Linked DNA regions of Ovis aries: region 2 is linked to region 1. The links are chromatin contacts, called in public Hi-C maps. All regions are on one chromosome and are shown on one strand. The core of a region is the stretch at or near the end of the contact, and the rest is flanking DNA. Distances in the headings are between cores, read along the strand shown. Region 1 holds the start of SUMO3 (small ubiquitin like modifier 3). Region 2 overlaps ITGB2 (integrin subunit beta 2).

The links. Hi-C and Micro-C count contacts between places; a contact is called where the count stands out from the background.
Region 2: a Hi-C map of liver shows a contact between it and region 1, with 2.3 times the contacts expected there. The contact joins the enhancer-like site here to the promoter of SUMO3 in region 1. A contact is called at or near these places in 7 of 16 Hi-C or Micro-C datasets (blood, hypothalamus, liver and 3 more).

Annotation. Positions count from the first base shown.
Region 1 is chr1:265,400,358-265,405,673 of ARS-UI_Ramb_v3.0, reverse strand. It overlaps SUMO3 (small ubiquitin like modifier 3), which reads left to right and starts at 3,052. Exons shown (of 3, transcript XM_060406248.1): 1 at 3,052-3,175. The coding sequence starts at 3,155.
Region 2 is chr1:265,477,189-265,482,504 of ARS-UI_Ramb_v3.0, reverse strand. ITGB2 (integrin subunit beta 2) reads left to right here. Exons shown (of 16, transcript NM_001009485.1): 9 at 1,351-1,440; 10 at 2,149-2,289; 11 at 3,717-3,904; 12 at 3,990-4,234; 13 at 4,342-4,561; 14 at 4,751-4,956. Among named protein-coding and RNA genes, the nearest start is that of ITGB2, 27 kb to the left of the region's middle. Within about 2 kb of position 2,459, at least 6 of the 54 cell types and tissues checked have an H3K27ac peak or open chromatin away from gene starts, as enhancers often do. A contact at or near this core is called in hypothalamus and liver, where this site is marked.

The DNA of each region.
Region 1 (5,316 bases), core at 1,803-4,302:
GTATATATTATTAATAAATCCACTGACATTATTAGATAGGTTTAAGAATAACTTTAAATAATATGTTCAAGGGAATAGTTTATGAGATGGAAATCTTCAGCCGATAAGTGAAATCTATACAAAAATAGAAATTTGTAAACAAAAATGCAATTGTTGAAACTAGATGAGTTTAACAACAGATTAGACACAGTGGAAGAGATGATTCTGAACTGGAAGTTAGGTTAGAAGAAAATAGAAGCAGAGGGAGTGGATTTTCCCAAGAAAATGAGAAATAACTTTCAAACCACTGCAAGAACAACACATCAACAAAATGGAACCAATTAACATAGTCATAAAGACAGGTAAAAGGAAAGAGTAGAAATTAACAGAAGATATTTACGTAGCACTTACATGACTTGCACTCTCCTACCTTCATATAGATTAATGGAATGAGGTGAGTAAGTGTTAGTTGCTCAGTCGTGTCCGACTCTCTGCGACCCCATGGACTGCAGCCCACCAGACTCCTCTGTCCATGAGATTTTCTAGGCAAGGATACTGGAGGGGGTTGGGTACCATTATTGAGCCATTGCACAGGGAAGTTGAGGCACAAGTTTTGCATCCAAGGTTACCTGGTTAGTAAAAGCAGCAGAGCAAGGATGAAAGCAAAGGAAATTATACTAGCTCTAAAATGAGAAACTAGAACAGATTATGTAATATAGTAAGAATATATAAATGGTGCTCAGTCACTCAGTCATGTCCGACCCTTTGCAACTTCATGGACTTGAGCCCATCGGGCTCCTCTGTCCACAGAATTTTTCAGGTAAGAGTACTGGAGTGGGTTGCCATTTCCTAATCCAGGGCATCTTTCCCAACCCATCACTTGTTTCCTGCATGGGCAGGGTGTTTCTTTACCACTGGCGTCACCTGGGAAGCTGATACATTGTGTGTGCGTGCGAATTAAGTTGCTTCAGTCATGTCTGTTTGCAACCCCATCATACCAATCATCAAATACCTGAAAAGGAAAACCACTTCCTGTCTTTCGGGGATCTTCACCCCTCAGAAAAAGTCTTTTCTGTTTTGGCAGCTATCTGGTGTCTTCAGATTTTTAAAATATTTTTATACACATTTTCTGGTGGTTCAAAACCATAATAGTTTTATAATTTGCTTCATAAACTCAACATATGAACATATTTTTCCTGTTATCAACCTTTTTTTATACATTTAATAGTGGCATAGCTGTTCATTATATGAATGAACTGTAGTTTAATTCCTTTTGTAACACATTTAGATACTGTATTTCATCAATTCAAACCTGTAACCTGCATAGTTTAATGTGTCTGTGTTAAAGGAAACAATGTCATATTTTATAGCTGCTGGTGTCTTAAGAGTCCCTGATGGGTCTGAACACTGCCTATCTGAAAGTACACCACAGCCAGTCGTCTGGGGGCAGGGGTGATTCTGGTCCCAGATGTCCACCTCTGTCCTGGAAGGGGCAGGATCGAGAGACTCCCTTCTCCAGGAAGCACCCCTTGAGCCAAGATCCTCTGGAACACCGCTGGTCACATTCCAGGACGACAAGGGCCAAACTTTTGGACCTGGCTGAGATGGGAGCTCAGGTCTGACCTCACCTGTCAACTAAGAGACTTAGTCTGTGATGTGGCAGCTCCATTCTGGGGCGCTCTTTCCCTCTCTCCCATTGATTTTGACAATGTTTTGTCAGTGTTCTCTTTTCTCAAATAATTAAAAAATATTATTTCGGCTGCTTCAGGTCTTAGTTGTGGCGCATCTTCTTTGCATCACTCGGGAGCTTTCCTGGCACCTCATGCAGGCTCATATCCAATAGGATCTTAAGTTTCCCCAACCCAGCAATCAGCATTGCCTGCATTGCAAGGCAGACTCTTAACCACTGGACCACCAGGGAAGTCCCAAAAAGTGAATTTTTAAGAGTCAAAAACGGTTAGATTAAGGTCCATGAAAACTTGGCTTTACGGTCTTTCGATATTGACAGGAAATGCGCTAAACCCAATGGGCTAGATCACTGTCTCCCCAGGTGCTCAGCTTCCACTGGCCAGGCTCAGAAGGACCCTGAAGAGGGCTGGACAAGGGGAGAGGAAGGAGCCACACACATTCAGGGAGCACAGATCGCAAAGTGGGTGGAACTAGAGACTTTCCACCACCCCGAGGCCCTCTTAGAAAGGCCTCTTGATGCCTCTGTTCACCCGAAGCTCAGGGTGGAGGCAGCGGACTTTGGAGCCTGCGTGGCCTTGCTGAATGAACACACCATATGTCCTTTGTGGACGGAGCTGCCAGGTGGGTCGGCCTGGTAGGCATTCTTCCTCACTCCCACTTCCTCATGACCTGACCTTCGGCTCCTCAGTGGAGGTTAGCTGGCTTTTCCTAGTAGCGTTGGGTCCCTTCCAGAGCAGCTCTTTCACTCAGGTCTCCTGGGGCCACTGTGGAGGTGGTTCTCCTGGCTGGCTTTATTTTCCTTGTTTCCTTCTGAGAAAGGCACGCACTATACGGGAGTCAGTGAGTGCAATGGGGTTTGGCTGGTGGAGCTGCGGTAGGTGAGTGGCCAGTTTGGGAGACGGGGACTGAAGAGGTGAACCGGCCATTCTCAGGCTACAAGATCGGGTGTCAGGCCTCATGGCTTGGATCTCTGTGCACCCTTGGGGGTCCCAGTGCGCCCCCTCGGGGTCCCCGCGCGCCTTCCAGCGGCTCCCCGGGCCCTCGCGGCCCCGGGCACCTCTGAGTCCCAGCGCCCCCTGCCCCACAGCTTACCCCACGCCACCCCAGCTGCCCTATGCACCGCCCCTGACCTCGACCCTAGCTGCTCTGTGCGCTCCCCGAGTCGCAGCGCACCCCTACTCCTCCAGCGGCCCCAGGCCTCGCTGCCCGGAGCACCCCCGAAGGCCAGACGCCTGACCGCGCAGGACCCGCCCGGTGACGCATTTCCAACAGCCAGGAACCCTGGTCGGCCGGGCACGCGCCCGACGGCCGGGAGCGCGCCTCGTGCACGCGCGACTGCCACGTGACCCTCGCCGGCCAACCTGCGCGCAGGGATTTGGGGGCAAAGCGCGGCCCCGCGAGCAGTTGCGGCGGGAGAGCGGCGGGCCGAGAGCGTGAGTCGCTCGCCTGGGGCTGCCTGCCGTCCCGCTGCCCTCCGAGCGCAGCCATGTCCGAGGAGAAGCCCAAGGTAAGGGCCGGCGGGTGGGGGTCGGGCCGGACTCAGCCCCCACGCCCGCGCCGCCCCCGCGCCCGCGCTCGGGGCCCCGCCGCCCTCCGCCGCCGGCCGCTGGGACCCGTGCCGAGCCGCGCCGCTGGGCCTCCCCTCCCCCCTTCTCCCTTCACCCCTCCCCCACGCCGCCGTGCCCCGCTCGGTTCCCCTCCCCCCGCCCGGTCTCGCGCCCCGCCCTCCTTCCAGGCCCCGCCCCTACCCAGACCCCGCCCCTTCCAGGCACCGCCCCTACCCAGACTCCGCCCTCGCGTTCCGACTCCGCCCAGCTTCTGCGTCCACTGTTCGAACTCCACCCCTCGGCTCCAACCCGGCCCGCCGTGCGGGGAGCCCCGCCCCGTTGGCCCGAGTCTGGTAGAGCCAGAGCTTCTAGTCTGGAGCCTCTTCATCCGCCAACATCGCCCGCGTCCCCAAACCCTGTCTGGGGCCGTTCCTTCCCAAGACCTCTTCCTTCGCCAGGTCCCTCCCTAACTATGCCCCTCACGGGGACCGGCCAGCCTGGGCTCTACTGCCCCGCGTGCGCGTGGTCCCCTCCTTAGTCCTCGGTCCCCTCCTTAGTCCTCGCTGCGGAGCGCCGAGAGGGCGCAGGCTGGGCAGGGGCTCCGAGAGGCCTGACTTGTCTGGGTCCACTGCGGCCCCTTGGGTGTGCGCCCATCCCGCGTCGCCGCTGCCGAGTGTGCGCTCTGCAGTCTGGTGCCCTGGCCGGCAGTCCTCGCGAAGGTCCGCGGTCATGAACATTAGTCTTGGAAATGGGTTTCTGGAGCTTTTCGTCTGCACTCTTGCTCTGCGCGCAGCCTCTTACCCCGCTGCTGTTGCTTGGAGATCGCACCCTAGTGCGTACGGGAGGCAGAGCCGGGCTGGGTGCGCCTGCACGGAGCCCCTGGACGGGATCCCACGGTGGGGCCCCGATGGATGCGGCCCTTTCCGCCCTGGAGCCTCCTCGGAGCTGCCTTTGCTTTTCCGGTGGGGGTGGGAGCAGATGTAACTGCCTTTCCTTATGCTCTCTAGGTGGTCTCCTCTTCCTGAGTTTAAATGCAGTGAGATAGTGAAATACGCCCAATACTGATCCTTTGGGTAAAAACGACTTATGAAAATTTAAAAATTTTATACATCAAAAGACACTGATAAAAGAACGGTAAAAATGCAACCACAGAAAAGAGATGATATCTTCAAACCACTATCAACTCAAGGAAACCCACAGAAGACTGCCAATAAGAAAGTAATTTGGGGTGTTAGGAATTGTGATTTGGGAGACACAGATTTGGGTAAACCAAAGAGCTTTCTGGGTAAGAGAAAGAATCAGGGGCTTACAAAGGCAAGAGCCACAAGGCTGAACTCTGACATAAAAGAAATGTGTGTCCCGAAGGGGTGGCTGTCACGCGTTGTTTCAGGGTCAGGGTCCCACAGGCGTCTCGAGTTTTGGGCAGGTATCCTGGATGCTTCGTCAGGATAGGATGTGGTCACAGGTCAAACTCCATCCTGGTTGAGATGAGCGTGAGTCCCGTCCTCAGTGGTCTCTGGGTTCTGTCTGAGGGGCTCTCTGAGCAACACCGACTCCCTTTTGATTTTCCTTCTACATTGCATATCTCGTAAAGGATCAATATTTAGACTATATAGAGAACTCCTAAAACTCAACAAGAAAATAACTGACCTCATTAAAATAATGATCAAAAAAACCTGAATAGACATTTCTCCAGAGAAGACATACAAATAGCCAAGAAGCTCATGGAATGATGCTTGATATCACTGATCAGGGGAATGCAAACAGAACTACGACGAGATGCTGCCTGATGCCCATTAGGATGGCTCCTTTAAAAATCAAAACAGAGAGCAGCAAGTGCTGGAGAGGGTGCGGAGAAGTTGGAATTGTTGGTGGGAATGTCAAATGATGCAGCTGCCATGGAAGAGAGAATGGAAGTTCCTCAAAGAATTAAAAGCAGAATTTCCATATGATCCAGCAGCTCTACTGCTGGGTGAAAGTGTTACTGGCTCAGTGATGTCCAGCTCTGTGGACCCACAGACTATAGCCCGCCAGGCTCCTCGTCCATGGAATTCTCCAGGCAAGAATAACTGGAGTGGGAGCCATTTCCATTTCCAGGGGA
Region 2 (5,316 bases), core at 1,210-3,709, 77 kb before region 1:
GACCTGCTGTGCCTGTGTGGGACATTTGCAGGCCTGATGGTGGGACCAGCCACACTCGCTGTCAGCATTGGGGGCCCCACCTCGGGCACAGGATGCAGGGGACGCCGAGGGAGGAGGGACAAGTGGCCAGGGGCGGGTGGTGAGAGCTGGCCAAGCCACAGGGACAGTGCAGGGCTGATGGCTGGGTGCAGCTGAGAGACCACCGCCCGCACAAGTTGCCTGAGTGCCGGCAGGTGTCCCCAACTGTATTACCGGGCGCGGCAGTCTCTCCTCACCGAGCGGCAGTATGGGTCCCAGCACTTTGCTTTGAGGAGCAGGACTCATATCCCTGAAGGCAGTGTGAGAGAGAGGGCAGGAGCCGGAGATGGAATACACGGGCCCTGGACCCTGCTCCCCGACAGCAAGGGCGAGGCCCCGGGCAGTCGCAGGCCTCGCTGAGCTTCAGCTTCCTGCCCCCATTCCTGGGGCTCCCGGGGGTTCTACGAGGTCCAGGGTCTGTGTGGACAGTTTACGCAGGACCCTCAGTACATGTTTCTGCTCTGAGTGGAGAGCAGGTGTCTGGGGGGACTTCCCAAGCCCCAGCGGGGTCCTGAGCTAGGAGCTAGGAGCATCACCCGCTCGGTGATGGAGGCCCAAGGTGGGTGGCCAGGTTGTGATGGTCCTCGTGAGCCACAAACGGAGGGGACTGGACTCCATTCCAGGGCATCAGAGCAGGGTTGGGGGCAGGGACATGGCCCAGCCCTCCGCTCTGCAAGATAAAGTGATGGTGCAATTTCTTGTGAAAGATACGCTAAGCGGGGGGGAGGCGGCGGCGGCAGAGGGCACAGATGGTGCTGGAGGCTGGCCCCAGGCTTGCCTGCATGACCCAGTGCTCCGGCCTGCCTACACAGAGCAGTACCTGGACTGCGTGTGGCCCTGTCTGCCAGAGTCAACCGGCATGCTGTTGCCTAACGCAGCCATTGTCGAAATTGGCTCGTTCACACGCTCGGTACATTTCGCTTCCTGACTTTATGCCACATTTTACGATGACCTGTGCCCTTGGTTTGTTTGTGCCTGTCACATCTGCGAGGTGGGACGGGCCCCTAGCTGCGGCACGTCTTCCTGGCTCTGCTTTCAGTGACCAGCTTGAAATACCCAGGGGGAAGTAGTTTTACCAAGTCAGTGTCTGCCCGCACAGCGCTGACCATGCGCACAGTGAGAAGTCGGCGGGGGCGGGGAGGGGGGGTGGGTTGTCTGGGCCATCTCACCAGCAGGAAGGAGACCCTCAGGGCTGTGAGAGAACCGGGTGGGCCCTGCGGCGCCTTCAGCCCCATGGTTCTGGCCACGACCACCTGTGTTCTGCCCCGACAGAAGCTGACAGAAATCATCCCCAAGTCTGCAGTCGGGGAGCTGTCTGAAGATTCCAAGAACGTGGTGGAGCTTATCAAGAGTGCCTACAATGTGAGTCCCCAGGCAGTCAGCGAAGACGGGGTCCCCACCGCAGGTTAAGAGGAGGGTGGTCTGGTGCGGAGAGCGCCGGCCTTGTCTGGGCCACACTCGGGCACCTCCCCTGGGCAGCAATGTCCTCCCTGGTTAATGGCACGGTAGGTGCCACCCCAGGCCCTCCTGCACTTGGCTGGAACATGAGCGCCAAGCCCTCTTACAGCCGCAGGGCCTGAGGGCCTCGGGCACAGCTCGCTGGGCACACCAGGAAGCGCTGGCCCCACTGGGTGAAGTCGGAGCCCCCGAGAGGAGCTCCATCTGCTGCTCCTGCCCTGTTGGAGCCCTAAGCCCCAGCAGGCCCTCCCAAACTCCAGATGCTGCCTGGGAGGGGCTGTCTCACCTTTCTGTGTCTACCTCTGTGTCTCTCTGTTTATCTCTCTCTGTGTCTGTCTCTCTCTCATTCACGTAAACAGTTTTTCCAGCTCCTGCCCTGTGCCAGGCACTGGGGTTTCAGTGGTGAGTGGGCAGTTGAGCTTCTGTTCTCATGGGGGGCTGGGACCCGTCTCCACGTCCGTAGCCGCCACTGGCCTGTCTTGAGGGGCATGACATGGGTAACCTGGCACCCACAGAGCTCTCCATGGATGCGTGGTGGGTGGTGGGGGAGGTTAGAGGCATGCCAGCCGTGGCCTGGAAGATGGGTCTGATGGTGCTACTGTCTCCCCACAGAAACTGTCCTCCAGAGTATTCCTGGATCACAACACCCTCCCTGACACCCTGAAAGTCGCCTACGACTCCTTCTGCAGTAACGGGGTGTCGCAGGTGGACCAGCCCAGAGGGGACTGCGACGGCGTCCAGATCAACGTCCCGGTGAGGCTCCCTCCCAGCCTCTGGAAGGGGCTCCCCTGGGACAGCAAGAGGGTGTGCCCTGGCCAACGGCCTACCGGGGATCAGCTAGAGGTTGGGCCTGTCCACCTCCGGTCCAGTTCCTTCCCTTTAAGATCCACACACGCTGTGGCCTGATGGGGACAGACCCCTGACTGTGAGGACTGCAGCGCCCCCTGGTGGCAGATGCTGGGCATAGCCCCACACACCTAAAAAGGGCATTCCTTCCCCTCTGGGCATCTGCTTTGGTTTGATTTTCCTGATTTTGTGGTTTTGTTTATTGTTATTATTGTTATGAATTTATTTGGCTGCATCAGGTCTTCATTGTGTCACGTGGGCTCTCCAGTTGTGGTGAGGGGCTTAGTTGCCCCTTGGCATGTGGGATCTTAGTTCCCCAGCCTGGGGTGGAACCCCAAGTCCCCTGCATTGGAAGGCAGGTTCTCAACCCCTGGACCACCAGGGAAGTCCCTGTATTCTTGTTTTTTGACAAAGACATTAAAGCAGGGGCCACACAGATGATTACAAGCAGGCAGTGAGTTATTTCTCTAATAGTTTAAATTTGCCATGACCAGGAATGATTAATCATTTCCTTTCACCAGCTTTGAATTAATATTCAGCAAAATACTTGCTTTTATTTCTGAATGACATTGAAATTCTTTCAAATATGTGCCTTACTAAATGCATGTGAATTTTGACTGAAATCTCTGCCCCTCTTACTGGGGGATCCATACCCGAATGCACTCAGTGTTGATTGCCTGATTCCTCCCTGATGCTTCCGCTCTGACTTCATGTACTGGGTGGAGACTCACTTACTGTTGACCGGCAGTGAGGCTGAGGAGGTGCTCCCTGAAGCTCCCTGAGGGCTGAGCAGCAGAGCAGTGTAGGTGGGGGGACTCTGTGCTGCCGGCTCAGTTCTCCTGGGGCATTCAGGCTCAAGATACACCCTCACAGGCAGAATCTGGGACTTCCTATGGTATTCTGACATCTTAGCCTCCGGGCTTCAGGACAAAATACCTGGAGAAAATAGACATCATTTATTAATACAAAGTCACTTTAAAATCCCTTTAAGAGATGAGTGATTAAAAGAATTCTAAAGAGACCTCCCTGCAAGTCCAGGGCACCTGAGGATGGTGGGGGCGTGGGGGGGGAGCTGCGTGGGGGCGCATGTTTCAGCATCTCTGAGTTTCCAGCTGTCATCTTCTCCCTCATCTCCCTTCCTGAGCCCTGGAGCCACCTGGAATGTCCCTGTCCTTCCCCTCTCCCACCTCGATCCACTCCACCAGCCTGGCAGCAGAGGGCGGTGGCCCTTCCTCTTCTAGGCTGTGCCCTTGTCCATGCTGCCCAGAGGAGATCAGAGTAGGGTCATGACCCTGGGGTCCCGTGCTCACCGGAGCTCTACGTTCCCATGACAGATCACCTTCCAGGTGAAGGTCACAGCCACCGAGTGCATCCAGGAGCAGTCCTTCACCATCCGGGCGCTGGGCTTCACGGACACGGTGACCGTGCGGGTCCTTCCCCAGTGCGAGTGCCAATGCCGGGAAGCCAGCAGGGACCGCAGCGTCTGCGGTGGCAGAGGCTCGATGGAGTGCGGCGTCTGCAGGTGAGGCCGCGCCCCGCCCCGCCCCCGGCGCCGGCGCGCGGAAGCAGGGTGCGCCCCGGGGGCCTCTGACCCCGCGTTCTCGCAGGTGCGACGCCGGCTACATCGGGAAGAACTGCGAGTGCCAGACGCACGGCCGGAGCAGCCAGGAGCTGGAGGGCAGCTGCCGCAAGGACAACAGCTCCATCATCTGCTCGGGGCTGGGGGACTGCATCTGCGGGCAGTGCGTGTGCCACACGAGCGACGTGCCCAACAAGAAGATCTACGGCCAGTTCTGCGAGTGCGACAACGTCAACTGCGAGCGCTACGACGGCCAAGTCTGCGGGGGCGACAGTGAGCGCTGGGGGGCCGCGGGAAGAGCCTCGGCCGCGTGGGGCCGGGGGCTTTGGCCAGGGCGGGGGCTGGGGCGGGACTGAGTCCGCGGCCGCGCTGTCTTCCAGAGAGGGGGCTCTGCTTCTGCGGCACCTGCAGGTGCAACGACCAGCATGAGGGCTCGGCGTGCCAGTGCCTCAAGTCCACTCAGGGCTGCCTCAACCTGGACGGCGTCGAGTGCAGCGGCCGCGGCCGATGCCGCTGCAACGTGTGCCAGTGCGACCCCGGCTACCAGCCGCCCCTGTGCATCGACTGCCCGGGCTGCCCCGTGCCCTGCGCTGGCTTCGCGTGAGTGTCCGCCGCCCTGCCGGTCTCGCACCTCCTTGCGGGTGGGGAGAACCACTGCCCGGCCCCGGGCGCGGGGCGGGGGCGCGGGCGCGGGCAGCCCGCCCTCCACAGAAGGGCCTGCACAAACCCGCCGCTCACGGCGGCCACTCCTCCCAACCCCGCCCGCGCTCACGCCCCGGCTCCCCCCAGCCCCTGCACCGAGTGCCTGAAGTTCGACAAGGGTCCCTTCGCCAAGAACTGCAGCGCAGCGTGCGGGCAGACGAAGCTGCTGTCCAGCCCGGTGCCCGGCGGCCGCAAGTGCAAGGAGCGTGACTCCGAGGGCTGCTGGATGACCTACACCCTGGTGCAGCGCGACGGGCGGAACAGATACGACGTGCACGTGGACGACATGCTCGGTGAGCCCGGGGCGGGGGGTGTCGGGAAGAGTCCCCCCCCGCGCCCCCACTCCCCACCCCCGGGCCCCGCATCTCTCAGCCCGCCCCCGCCGCACCCCCACCATATCCCGCCCCCAACGCATCTCAGCCCGCCCCAGTCGTTGTATACCTGGTCGGCGGGCTGTCCCACAGTAGCGCTTCCCCAAGCTGAGCGCTTCTGGAGAGTGGGTCCTGAGAGCCAGGCGGAGGGGACAGTGGGGACCTCCAGACCCAAGTCCAGCCCTTGCCCTGGAAGGGCCCGCAGAGCTGCTGCTCTCTTCCCCAGATGCCCACTACCCGCCAGTCACCCGGCTCTGCCCAGGACCCAGAGACCAGCGCAGT